Regions from separate parts of the Mus musculus genome. Here region 1 is linked to region 2. A link is a contact called in public HiChIP or PLAC-seq data. All regions are on one chromosome and are shown on one strand. The core of a region is the stretch at or near the end of the contact, and the rest is flanking DNA. Distances in the headings are between cores, read along the strand shown. Region 1 overlaps Nt5dc1 (5'-nucleotidase domain containing 1). Region 2 holds the start of Rwdd1 (RWD domain containing 1).

Region 1 (6,795 bases), core at 432-2,931, 340 kb before region 2:
CCCGCAGTAGGAGTTTAAGAGATTATTAAATGAAAGTTAATTTAAATGCAAATTACCTGTTATATAATTGTTACAACTGTTACAGCTTTGCATATTTTAAAGTTGTAATCACTAGGCTTATTTGGAAGTTACTGACCAAGATTATTTTAAGAAGACAAATATGAAATCAAATAAATATGTGGTTTTTGCTCAAACTCTGAAGAGCTTTGTTTTATGCAAAGACTCTAAGCTCAGGAATTGAACACTGTTCCAAAGGGTCATTTGTAATCTAGTTACCAGAAATTTAAATATGCTTTGTAAAACTAGTCATGCTGTGTGTTAGTGCTAATAAAAGTGGTTACTGTTGTGATGATAATAATTCAGAAGTAGATTTTAGATGAGGCCCTGGGGTGGCACAGTAGCCTGGCATAATCCAGGGAGTTAGAGTATACTCTGGCATTACCCAGTGAGGTCCCAGGTGGGAGAGAGTAGCCTGGCATCGCCTAGGGAGGTCCCTGGTGGGAGAGAGTAGCCTGGCATCACCCAGTGAGGTTCCAGGTGGGAGAGAGTTGCCTGGCATCGCCCAGGGAGGTCCCTGGTGGGAGAGAGTAGGCTGGCATCACCCAGAGAGGTCCCTGGTGGGAGAGAGTAGGCTGGCATCACCCAGAGAGGTGGTCCCAACAGGAAAGGCAGAGGTTACTTTGGACATATTTGATTTTGCTGAATTTTCTCTCACATCCCACATACTCTTCTACTTCATTTCATTCCACTGTTGCTAGTATATATGCAAGTTAGAAAATAAGTGTAAAATCTTGCATGCTTATGGCTTTCTATCACGGTGAGAGCAGGGGCCCTAGTTGGCAGCTGGGCATGGAAACGTCTTGGAAAGTGATTGTATGAACATGGGACTTCTCGGTCTAGTATTCTAATACTGAGAAGGTTATACTGACGCCTGCCCTCACAGTGTCACCTCAGTCCACCCATCTGAGCTCCTGGTTTTTGTTGTTGTTGTTCCTGTCTGTACAGCAGAATGGACGTGAAGCATTTTGTAACTTATTAGTTGTGAACATGTTCCACAAATTTCAGTGATTCACAAAAATTCTGCAAATTATTTTCCTTAGTTTTTGTACTCTACAAGTGGTTTTAAGCTTAAACAAAATGGTCGTGTTTTTGTTAAAGATTGCATTGAAAAGTATACTAATGGGTTGTATTATTTTCCTTAATATTTATGCTTTCCACCATGATGATAATGTACCAAACCTCTGAAACTGTAAGCCAGGCCCAATTACATGTTTTTCTTTATAAGTAGTGCCTTCATAATGGTGTCTCATCACAGCAATAAAACCCTAAGACAGTCCTATACCATCATAATGACCTCTTCATTCTCCCTCTGGTATTTTCTTCACTTTGTGCTTTAGTTCAGGAAATTTTAATTGATTCTTCTTTATAGTAGCTGATAAACCCTTAGTTTCATCAGAGGCTGTTGAGCCTATTAAAGGAAATGTCCTCATCTCTGATATTTGTCTTTATTTTTAATAGTTCCTGTTTCTACACTAAAATAAACCATCTCATTCATGTTCACTTTTTACTAGCTCCTTTGACACTTTAATCCTCATTACATTTAAGTCTCTTCCTGATAGTCTAAGGCATGCATCATCCCTGAGTCCTTCACAGTGAGAGGCTTGAGGAAGCTGTTTGCTTAGTGCATCACTCATAAGACTTGTAGTTGAGTGCCAGCCCTTGTGTGGGCATTAGACACTACAGTGAACACTGTTTGTACTGTTAAGTGAGCCAGTACCTTGTTAGGCCACTGCTGAGTGAAATGTAAGTTTCAGTCAGTCTCACTGAGAGTAGGCTGCCATGGGGTTTTCATCCCTTCAGTGGACCATGGGACTCAGATGGCCTTGGTGCAGTGCTGTCACTGTGGTCTTTATGCTGATGTGCTGGATAGCTGTCCATCAGCATTGCTGCTCCACTCTCAGTAGCAAGCTGTATGCTGTATCAGCACAAGGGTAACACAGCTATGTCTCTCTGCACTTGTGTTCTTACCCCACACAACATTGCAGCCATGTATTTCCCTTCTTTTAGCAATGGAGGCATGATGTGGTTCTGGGCTAGCTAGCTAGGCCTCAGTGGGGAGGCCATTTGCTACAGCCTTCCTGGTTTTCCTCCATGTGAAAAGCCAAATTTGGCCTTTTGCCTGTAGCTGACATAGGCAGAGGCTTCCTGACCCCTCCTAGCAGCAAGTGACCTAGACTTGATATTTACATATAATGTTTGGACCGTAGCTGTTTCGTACCCAGAAAAGAACTTTCATCTTCCACCCTATCAGAGTTTGTCCTTTGTTCTTTCTCATGCCTATGAATACTTGCTGCCCTTCCCTTGGCTTACTAATGATCTTACTTCATCATGAAGAGTCTGAGGAAGTAGGTGGCATTTGTACCTGTCTCCCACAGAAACTTTTATTACTCAACCTTCGCATAAGAGTAGGTCACCTCTCTTGAAGCCTTCTGGGCTCGTGGACTTAGTGTTCTACCCTAGGGGGACAGATCCTTGAAAGTCGGCCTAGTTTCTTGGTGCCTTTCTAACTGTCATATGGTAGTCTGATTCCTCCAGGCTTGACAGTAGTCCAAGGTTTGAAACTGGCTTCTTTCAAGTTTACTATGCATGGCAGCTAATTTCTACTTGTTAATGTAAATAATTTCAAAACTACAATCTCTACAGTGTACTTAGCACTCATGCATATGTTAATCATAACCCTCCTGTCCCAAATGGTCTTTAGATAGTCTATCTGAAACTTGAACTAAGTTATTTCTATAAAAGGTATTAGTTTCCTATACTTGCAGCTATGTAGGTATTTTCAAAAAAGAAATCCCAAGTAATACTGAGAGACAAAAAATACTAAATGCTGGAGAAATTCATTAGCACCACAGTGAATTTGGGCTAGCAAAAGCTAAACTTTATCTCTATACAATCCATGCCATTTATGGCTGGCTGGCTGGCTGGCTGGCTGGCTGTCTCTCTGCCTGCCTGCCTGCCTGCCTGCCTATGTGCATTTGCAGCTCTGAGAATTGAATCAGTGTCTTATGCATGCTAGTCAAGTGTCCTACTCCTAATGACACTCAACTGCAGAAGGAATGTAAGAAAGTGAGGTGATCATGCTTGCTTTAGAAGTAGGATTTAATGATCTTGATTTCTTTTTGATTACCAGTAATCTATTCTGATACATCTTTGAAATATTAATACCTAGTACTGTCATGGAGAAAATCATCTGTATGGCAGTCAAAAATTCAGGAGCTGAAAGTATGAAAGAGGCAGCATTGGCTTACAGTCTAAGAAAATCCACATGTGTATATAGATTTCTGGGAAAGAAGAAATAGTATGACCAAGAGAATGAATTGAAAAGATTATGACAGGGGCTGGAGAGATGGCTCAGCAGTTAAGAGCACTGACTGCTCTTCTAGAGGTCCTGAGTTCAATTCCCAGCAACCACATGGTGGCTCACAACCATCTGTAATGGGATCCGATGCCCTCTTCTGGTGTGTCTGAAGACAGCTACAATGCACTCATATAAAATAAATAAATAAATAAAATAAATAAATAAAATAAATAAATCCTTTCAAAATTAAAAAAAGGAAAGATGTTGACAAAATGAAGCACATGGTTTTCCTTCCATGGAAAGTTTAGGAGTTGGAATATCAGATGCTGCCTTTTGCCAGCTCATCTTAGAAATTCCTACTTTTGAGAGCACATGATGTATTCACTCTATTTCACACCCCTGCCATTCTGCACACTCACACACCCCTGCCATTCTGCACACTCACACACCCCTGCCATTCTGCACACTCACACACCCCTGCCATTCTGCACACTCTCACACCCCTGCCATTCTGCACACTCACACACCCCTGCCATTCTGCACACTCACACACCCCTGCCATTCTGCACACTCACACACCCCTGCCATTCTGCACACTCACACACCCCTGCCATTCTGCACACTCACACACCCCTGCCATTCTGCACACTCACACACCCCTGCCATTCTGCACACTCACACACCCCTGCCATTCTGCACACTCACACACCCCTGCCATTCTGCACACTCACACACCCCTGCCGTTCTGCACACTCACACACCCCTGCCGTTCTGCACACTCACACACCCCTGCCGTTCTGCACACTCACACACCCCTGCCGTTCTGCACACTCACACACCCCTGCCATTCTGCACACTCACACACCCCTGCCATTCTGCACACTCACACACCCCTGCCATTCTGCACACACACACCCCTGCCATTCTGCACACTCACACACCCCTGCCGTTCTGCACACTCACACACCCCTGCCATTCTGCACACTCACACACCCCTGCCATTCTGCACACTTATCTGTCACCTGTGATTTGCCCAAATTTGGGAAACACCACAATGATTCCTGAAAACAGTAATTTACTAATTACCTCATGTGTAATGTAGTCTGTATATTAGGTTTTCTAAAAGACACTGTGAGGGCTGGAAAGATGGCTCAGCAGTTAAGAACAACACCTGCTCTTTCAGAGGTCCTGAGTTCAATTCCCAGCAACCACATGGAGGCTCAAAACCATCTGTAATGGGATCTGATGCCCTCTTCTGATGTGTCTGAAGACAGCTACAGTGTAGTCACATACATAAAATAAATAAATATTTTTTAAAAAGACACTGTGAGAGATGGTTTGAAGATGTACAAGAGGGCACAGAAAGGAGTATAAAAAGAGAGTGTACAAATTCTACCCATTAAATCCATTTCCAAACCAGTAGCTATATCCTCATCATACTGAGGCCTGCAGCCACTTATATTATTTGGGAAAGTGAGCTTCGTGGTCTCATTGGCTCTCTTCTAGTGTGCTTCTGTGGTCCTAATACACTTGTCTTCTTGCTGTCAGCTCACAAAATGGTAGGATCTATGAATTTAATAAATTTGCTAGTTTGGTGGGGTGGAGGTCTCTCTAATAACAAACAATAACCCCAGAATAGTTACACTCTCATTATACAGTATGCAGATTACTTTCAACTAATCATTTTAGGTTAACTCAAAAATATAACCTTTTTTCTAACTTTACTTCAGATACTGATATTTTTGTAAACAAAGTTTTGTTGTTGTTGTTTAATAAAAGGATATTGTGAAAGCCACAATTACTAACAGAGATCACTTCCCTTCCAGAGGCAACCTCAGTGGAGAGTTAACAGTACAATCTTGGTTTTGTTTGTTTGCCATATTTAATTTTAGAAAGCTTATAAGAATTGTGTGTGTGTGTGTGTGTGTGTGTGTGTGTGTGTGTGTGTGTGTGTGATTGATTTGTCTCTATTTCATTGAAATGAGACTGGTGTACATACGTGCAGACTATAAAATGTGAGACTTCTATTTTCAGTGCAGCTTCTGTTACAGTGTGGGGACTGGTTTGGACATTGCCTTAGTTTGCTCTCTATTGCTGTGATTTAAAAAAAAATACGTGAACAAAGAAACTTAAGAAGAAAAGGATTTATTCTAGCTTACAGTTAACTGTCTATCATGGAAGGAAATCAGGGCAGAGACTAACCCTCGGAGGAACATCCATGATTTGCTCAATCTGCTTGCTTCTTGTACACCCAGGACCACCTACCTAGTAGTGACATGGCACAAGATAGGCTGGACCCTCACACATCTATCATTAATCAGAAAATGCCTCAGAGACTAGAGTTGCCTACAGGCAAATCTGATAGAGTCTTTGTCATGGTTGGACATGACCTTGGCTTGTGTCAAGCTGCCAAAAATAGAAAAAGAAAACAACCCCAAACCAGCACAGGTACAAACACTCAGCTCTATCTCACAGAATTGAGTTCGCGCTTAAGACTATAACAATATAAGTCCTTCGTTAAAGGCCACTTCCCACTTCAACCAGTTTTTAGTGCAGATAACGAAGCTCAGTTGTCTTCCTTTGCTACTTTTCTTGACTGTGTATCACATTCCTGGCATACTTTCTCAATTAATTGTGTTTTCATTCATGCATATTATAAAATGCATGCAAAGACAGGCGCTACTGTAACATCTAGACTTTATTGGTTTTGGAGTGGGAGTTCACTGCCCTAAATGTTTTAAATGGCTTCCATCTGTTTCATTCCTGAGTGGGTCGGACAGTGGTCATAAGTGTTTCCTTTTTAGTCATGTGAACTTTCTGCTCAAATGTGAACTCCACAGCTAAATTTAAAATACTGTGAACATAAATAAATAGCTCATGTTGTGAGACATGTTACCATCCTGACACTAAGGTTGGCCTGCAACACACTACCCAAACTGACCTCCAGATCACAGTAATCCTCCTGCCTCAGCCTGAGTGCTGGAATTACAGGTGTGAGGCAGTGATAAAGTATATTTGTGAGTTAATTAGCTTCTTTATCATTTTTGGTTTCTTCATGTTATTCTGCAGCCACTAATGTCCTAAATCTCATGATTCTCCCACCTTCAGCTCCCAAGTCCTGAGCTAATAAGTGTGTCCTGACACAGTCATCAATGGTTAGCCTCATAAACTGTCTCTGATGCAACTTTAAACTGTCAGAATGCTTGAAATTTTTTTAGGGGTGTGTGTGTGTGTATGTTGTGTCTGTCTGCCTGTGTGTGTGTGTGTCTGTCTCAGTATGTGTGTCTATGTGTCTGTCCTCAGTATGTGTGTATCTGTGTCTCAGTGTGTATGTGTGTGTCTATGTCTGTGTTTGTCTGTGTGTCTGAGTGTCTCTGTATGTGTATGTCCCTGTGTATATCCATAAGTGTCTGTGCATCTCTGTATATAATGTGTAT
Region 2 (6,880 bases), core at 1,352-3,851:
CATTACACTTAATAGATGAAAACATGCAAATAGTCACTATTCTGTAAATTATAGGATGGTTGTTTGTACTTCACCAACTTTGGCAGACTCTTTTCCTTGATATTCTGTTAGGAAACAAACTTTGCTTTGGTTTTGGCAACAAAAGGGGTAAGGGAAGAGGGGGGAGGGAGGATAGCCCACATCCGGCCAGAGTTCCTCCTATGCTCTTGGGCATCTATGCCACTGACCTCACTTGGTGGGGGATGGGGAGGTGGACAAGGGGCAATCCCTGACCGGGTTATGGAAGAGAGGGCAGAAGGGGTGAGGTTCCCATGCAGATGAGAGTAAGTGCAGGGGGGCCTTGATGAACAGAGACAGTCTATGGTTTTAGAGCTTTATTGTAGAAAGGCAGGGAGAAAGGAGAGAAGGTGGAATGAGAGAGAGACTGGCCATGGCCAAGCGGAGAGAAGGGGGAAAAGGAGAGAGAGAGAGAAGAAAGGCTAGAGAGTTAAATGGAGAGAGCGAGGAAGAGAGTGAGGAGAGGAGAGGAGAAAGTAAGAAGAGTGTAAGGGGAGTAAGAGAGTGAGGTGGGGCCAAGCAGCCCCTCTTATGGTATGCTGCTATCTTTACTGTTGCTAGGTAACTGGGGCAGAGTCTAGCCTGAAGGTCAGAAGCTTGGGATGTTGCCTACGTGACTACTAACCATGGTTCTCTTGTGGGGGCTGGTGGGGGCGGGGGGTCAGTAACTTCAACAGGAGCCAGGGTTCCAGGAGACATGAGAGAACTCCTTCTATCCCATGTAGGTGAATTATCACCACTGGGTCCCGGGGTTCAACATAAAGTGTCAACTGGAAACCAGGCTGTCTGTGCATAGCCAAATGTCCCACAAGTCAGTAACATCTTTGTCAAATGTCTTCTTCACCTGTCATTTTTGATATCAGAACTTCATGATGCAAGTTAGTCTAGTCAGAAGTTAAGCTTGATTCTTTCCTTACTAATCAGCATCAAGTCCTGACATTTATATAAAACGTATTGGGAACTTGATCCTTATCTCGACAATCAATGCCTGCCTAAATTAGCATAGGTTTATTTAGCTTATTTTCATAGCCACCAGTCTCTCTTTTCAGATTTTGTCCGATTGAGTGGCCATGGTGGCATTTCTTAAGTTAAGAGTCTGAGTCACTAACACTTCCAGAATTCCTCATAATCTATGCCTCAGCCCCTCAACTAGATCATGGCGAATGCTCCACACTGTCTTCCAACCTGCCAAGTGATCTGTCTCCTTCAGAACTTTAAAGCAGCTGTTCCTAGAAGTCTATTCTGGTAACTAATCATCGGAATTCCTTTGAATAAACAAATATGCAGCTTATATCTGAAATGCTACCTCATCTCAGAAGTTTCCTTTTCTCCCCTTTAAAGTTTAAAAGAAGGCAAAAAGCAACCCTTAATCTATTTAAAACAAGAAACCATAATACTTTTGACATAATGCATTTCCTTTACTGTAAGTAAGGAATACTTGCTAATTAAACACAAAACAAAAAACTCTTTCTGTGTAACTGGAGCACTGTGGCTCACACCTACAATCTCAGCACCACTGAGGCCAGGGTAGGGGTAACACGAGTTCTGGCAATCCTGGCTAGTAAGCAAGATACAAGCAAGCAACAGCAACAATCACCACAAAGCCAAAGCCAAAAAAGCCCATCTATGGAACCTGCATAATACAAGTAAAGCCAGCTTTAATACACAAGGAAGGTAGAGAAATTTGGGGAAACATTTTTAGTATGTTTGGGGTATTCTTCCCGAGGTACATTTCCCCACATTTTGTTTAGGCTAGTACGTGTTCCTTTATTATAAACAAATATAAACCAAGTAACTATTTAGTGTTCATTAAAAAAGAAGACATATTTATCTGTTTTCTTAGTTTTGCCGTTACGGCATTTGACATTTTGGTTGTAGTGATAGACTTGAAGCTGTCAAATCTATCAGCAGAAGTAGAGCTAAATCAAAGGTATTATTTTCCGGTATCTTATTGTAGTTTTGGCAAAGTCAAATCTGTCACTAAGATCCGCCCCTTTATCTGTTCGCTGAAATAACAACTGAACAAGTCTTTAGGTCAATTTTTCCGCCTCACTTATTTCACAACTTTAAAGTGAGGTGCAAGAACCTCTGGTTCGACTTTCAGCCTTCCTCCCGGGTTCCTCCTGGGACAGACCTCTGGACGAACCCCGACCCCAAGTCCCAGCTCGGCTTCCAGGAGTCTGCACAGATCAGGCCATTGAAAGTTCCAAGAAGCCGGGCTGGCTGTCGCCCACAGGCTGCTCTGGGCGACAAACGTGGTTTAGGAACGCGGAAAAGCGGAAGCCCTTGGACCTCCGCGCCCCGCCCTCGGCGCCACTACCACGCCCTGCGCGAGACTCAGACCAGACACATCGAGCGCAGAATGGCGATGCCTCTCTGCCAGGCGTCTCCATCAGAAGCCAGCAAAGCCCAGCAGCGGGCAGTAGCTGTCCTTCCCGAACGCCGGGCGGGCTGCGGTCACCCCCCAGCCAATCCCGAGCCGTCGCAGACAGGCAGCGAATCGGCGGCCGGCATTCCAGGCGCGATGAGTCGAACTCCGACGCGGGGATCGGGCGGCCCGCGGAGCCGGGGCTGTTTCTCAGCAATCCGTGCCAGGCGTGGCTCCAGGCCTTTCCACTCCGACTCTGCGCGTGCGCCCGCCCGGCAGCCGGCGGCCGCGGTGTCCGCTGCAGCCCGCCGCCAGGGAGTCGCGCCGATGCACGGGCAACAACGCGGGCCACGATGACAGATTACGGCGAGGAACAACGCAACGAGTTGGAGGCTCTGGAGTCCATCTACCCCGACTCCTTCACAGGTGACTTTGGCGGCCTCCTGCTCCGGGGCGGAGGCCGGGGCCCCGCGGCCCTTCCTGCCGCTCTCCAGACAGTTTCCAGCACTCGCCTGCTTCCTTCCCCACTGTCCTGAAATCCGAAGGTCCGGGTGGCTCTGCGGAGGCCCTGGAATTGGTCCTGACCGCTTTGGTTTCGCGTAACCTCCGTCATCCGAGATTCACTGAAGCACGCGGGGGGTGGGGGGAACTAGCAGTGCGATGAGTTTCTCCAGAGCCGCTTAATGTCCCCCCTTTACCTCCTATTTTAAGCTCTGGTGAAGTAGCAGCTGTTTTCCCTGCTGAGAAGATTGGGATGCTGGCTTTTGAGAGCAGCACACTCGGGGATGTCTTATTCTCTCTATAAGAGTGATCAGGCATTCTGCAGAATGCCTGATGAACGATGTGGTCGCTGTGGTTCTTAGGTATCTTAGACGTCGTCGAGGTTCTGGAGGCCCAGGGAAGGCAAGTGGCTTGTGCTCTCCCTCCTCCAGCCAGAGGTCCTTAGTTCTTACATCCTGAAGACTTCGGTTAAGGATTCAGCCTCAGCTTAGATGTAGGAAGAGCTGATTGGGTCTAAGGGAAAGCATCCGTCAGGAAATTCATTAGTAGAATCTTTCCTTGTGAGTCTGTTTCCATGGAAAACCTATCTATGGGTCTTCTCAAATTAGGGAAGCACTCAAGGTAAAGTCAGTATGAACGTAGGCTGGGGATTGATGGGATTTACATTCCACAACCCTTCCTCCAAGTGTTGTCAAGTATTACTTAGTGTCTGAATTAAGAACCCAAGGCATATTACTTTAAATCCTAAACCATCCCTTTCATTGCTTAGCTTAGTTTTCTTTCTTGGCTTCACTTTTTGACCAACTTTTTGCAATGGAAGCAAATTTTGTTCTGCTTTGCCAACAGGCAGATGTCTCTCAGCTACTCCTGTGTAGCTCCAGTCGAGTTCATGTTCTCTCGCACCAGCAATACAGCTGTGTTGCGGATGTTAAGGGATGAGTGAAGAGGGGGTTGAGAGTGTCATTACCTGGGTGAGTGTATGTGTGGAGTCTGGCTTCCTTCTCTATCCTTGCTTATATGTCAGTGTCAAACTAAAATAAAGCGCTAGTGTCAGTTGTCCGATATAGTCTGAATTACGATGTTTAGACCTTTCTAGCACGTTAGAAATATAATAGGCATGAACCCTTTGTAGGCAGAAACAAAAATGCATGAGGCATACAGTATTTTTAACTTGTCTTAAATATTAGGTTATCCTTCACTAAGTTCCGCGCATGTGTGTCTTACAATGGCACATTTTTTATGTCTTAAAGCAGTATTGTATTGAATTTTGCTAGGTCCCAGTAGTAGTAGTATATGGAATTCTTGTCAGATGTACAAGTGCATAAGGAGCCTGAGTGAGCCAGGGTAACAAATGACGACTTACGATTATTTTGATGCACTCACCTATTCCATAGCAACCTGCTGAGCCTGCTTGTAATTCCTTTCTGCATCCATACACATTTTTGCAATAAAAACAATCTTGATTAATTGTTCTTAGGGATTTTGTATTGCTCTTGGTATTTTTTTTTTTTTTGAAACCTTTTAGGGAAAAGGTAGGACTTTTTGGTTTTTGGAGACAGGGTTTTTCTGTATAGCCTTGGCTGTCCTGGAACTCACTTTGTAGACCAGGTTGGCCTTGAGCTCAGAAATCCGCCTGCCTCTGCCTCCCAAGTGCTGGGATTAAAGGCATGCGCCACCACCACCCGGCTAGTTTGCAGGTTTTTACTTCATTTTATATCCTACTTAATACTAGATTTGGCAACTGCTCAGTCTGAGGAAGGAATTGGCTCTCCCACCCCACCCCACCCTGTCTTTAATGCATACCCAGTGAACTAGGAGAGAAGCATTTGTTAGGTCCACTGACCTTGTGTGATGTCAAAAAGGTGCACTTGTGGCCCACAGACCTAGCTGAGCCTTAGCATTAGTTGCTGTTCTATTGTTGGTGACCTTGTAGTCTAGTGCTACATTGGTCGCGAACTGTCATCACACCCCAGTTTCTTCTTTTTGCCTGTTCGGTAGCTTGGTTGCACTTTGACCCTCCTAACAACCTGTATAAACAGACTGTCTCAATACCATTCTCCCACCAGTTGTGCATCACTTGACAAGGATCTGGTAAGGTAGTAGAATTTAGTTATTTCCATTGCTCTATTAGAATAGCTGATAGAGGGGAGCTTTTTGGAAGTCAGTGGTTGACCTTTAGTAAATCAAAATCAAGTTCCCTTAATTTTGTCTGCTTTACCAAGATGACATCCTATATGTGCTTCATCTGTCCCCTGAGGAGTAGTCATTGGCACTCCACAGACACGATGATATGGAGGAAGAGGAGAGATCATATTGTGAAAGCAGATGTTCTGGAGAAATCCTTGTGATCTTTTCACGGTGGTGGGAGGCTGCACATGCGGTTTATCCTATCCATAGCAGTGCATTAGAACAAGCAGTGGTGCTTATCATCAGAAGTGGGAATCCACAGTGTGTGGTGGTACATGGCTATCTTCCAGTACTTGGAAGCACGAATCAGGCGAATGGAAAATTCTAGGCCAGTATGGATTATGTGATGAAACTTCATCTTAAAGAACAAAACAAAATTTAGGGGTTAGTAATCTTTGCAAGTATAATTACCTCCCCACAACCTCTTTGGTTTTCTGAGACAGGGTTTCTCTATGTAATCCTGGCTGTCTTGGAACTCAGTGTGTAGACCAGGCTGGCCTCAAACTTCTAGAGATCCTCCTGCCTCTGGCCCCCAAGTGCTGGGATTAAAGGCATGTGCCACCACCCAGATAACACTAGGTTTAAAAAGTAAAGTAAAGGTTTGTTTTTATTGTATATGAAAGTCTCTTGGCAGCACCTAGTTTGGTTATCTTGGTGAAGGAGCAGCAGAAGCAGCACCTGGGATAGATAAATGATTGACGGAAGAGGCGGGGAGCTAGCAGGGTTTTAAAGATTTCCTGGTAATTGTTAGAAGGTATTTCTGTTTTCATCTTGTTTGTAAGGACCTATCCCATGTGTAGAGTTTTCTAGAATTTCTTTTTCTTAGCTGTACACATTTTCCTTTATTTCCTCCTCTTCATAGTAGCAGGTCAGTGTGGTTTCCTTTGCAAGCCTGGATTTCTTCAAATGTTTGATGGGAAGTAATGTAAATGTAAATACTTTATAGCAGTTCGATAAGCATAAGACATTCCTTACTAGAAATAATACTGTTTTAGTTGTTGTTGGTCCTTCTGTTAATTGGGTCTAATTGTTCTTTGTCTTCATTAGATCATACCTTTGATTTTCTGCTGCATGTGGATGTCAGCACACCTTGGAAAGGCCAGGGCGAGTCCTGTTCCTGACTTTGAGGTCCTATGTTGTTGCTGGGTTCTCAGTGACTGGTAGTTCTGCTTTATTTGCTCCACCTTTTCTGTTGTCCAAGATTAGACTATTCAGTCTTCTTGCTGTTACCTCTCTGTGTCCTTTAGGCATATTTATTTACCAAGTATTGATTAGCTACACAGTAAAGGATTCAGTCTATTAGGGAGTAGGCAGTATACATTCAAGGGAAGAGGATATTAGGGAGTAGGCAGTATACATTCAAGGGAAGAGGATATTAGGGAGTAGGCAGTATACATTCAAGGGAAGAGGATATTAGGGAGTAGGCAGTATACATTCAAGGGAAGAGGATATTAGGGAAGTAGGCAGTATACATTCAAGGGAAGAGGATAGCCCAGTTGTTTTGGAAAACTGAGAGATGATGAGTTAAGTGGAACTAGGGAACAGTCTTTCAGAGGGACATGGCACATGTAAAAGCAGGCCTCTCTGAGTGCAAGTGGTGACATTGCTAGATCATCAGCTAAGAGGTGGGATCGAGGCACTGAAAGAATTAACAAGTGAGCAGGAATCAGATGACTGAGGGCCTCCTCAGGGGTTAATACGATCTAATTTGTCAGTAGGTCCTCCATGCACAAACTGTGTACAGTGCTCATAGACACTGTTTTATGT

The links. HiChIP or PLAC-seq counts read pairs in DNA pulled down with a chosen protein or histone mark.
Region 1: an H3K4me3 HiChIP or PLAC-seq map of bone marrow-derived macrophages shows a contact between it and region 2, with 5 times the contacts expected there. The contact joins the enhancer-like site here to the promoter of Rwdd1 in region 2. A contact is called at or near these places in 16 of 39 promoter capture datasets (the 3T3-L1 cell line, 3T3-L1-derived adipocytes, the C10 cell line and 11 more), 1 of 484 Hi-C or Micro-C datasets (bone marrow-derived macrophages), 14 of 115 datasets of contacts at active chromatin or transcription factors (the 230-238 cell line, the NIH/3T3 cell line, bone marrow-derived macrophages and 8 more) and 4 of 9 other capture datasets (adipose tissue, embryonic stem cells, liver and 1 more).

The regions. Positions count from the first base shown.
Region 1 is chr10:34,351,642-34,358,436 of GRCm38.p6, reverse strand. The region is part of intron 6 of Nt5dc1 (5'-nucleotidase domain containing 1); the gene reads left to right. Among named protein-coding and RNA genes, the nearest start is that of Col10a1, 35 kb to the left of the region's middle. Within about 2 kb of position 1,681, at least 14 of the 459 cell types and tissues checked have an H3K27ac peak or open chromatin away from gene starts, as enhancers often do. A contact at or near this core is called in bone marrow-derived macrophages, where this site is marked.
Region 2 is chr10:34,015,337-34,022,216 of GRCm38.p6, reverse strand. Rwdd1 (RWD domain containing 1) reads left to right here and starts at 2,601. Exons shown (of 7, transcript NM_025614.3): 1 at 2,601-2,851. The coding sequence starts at 2,779.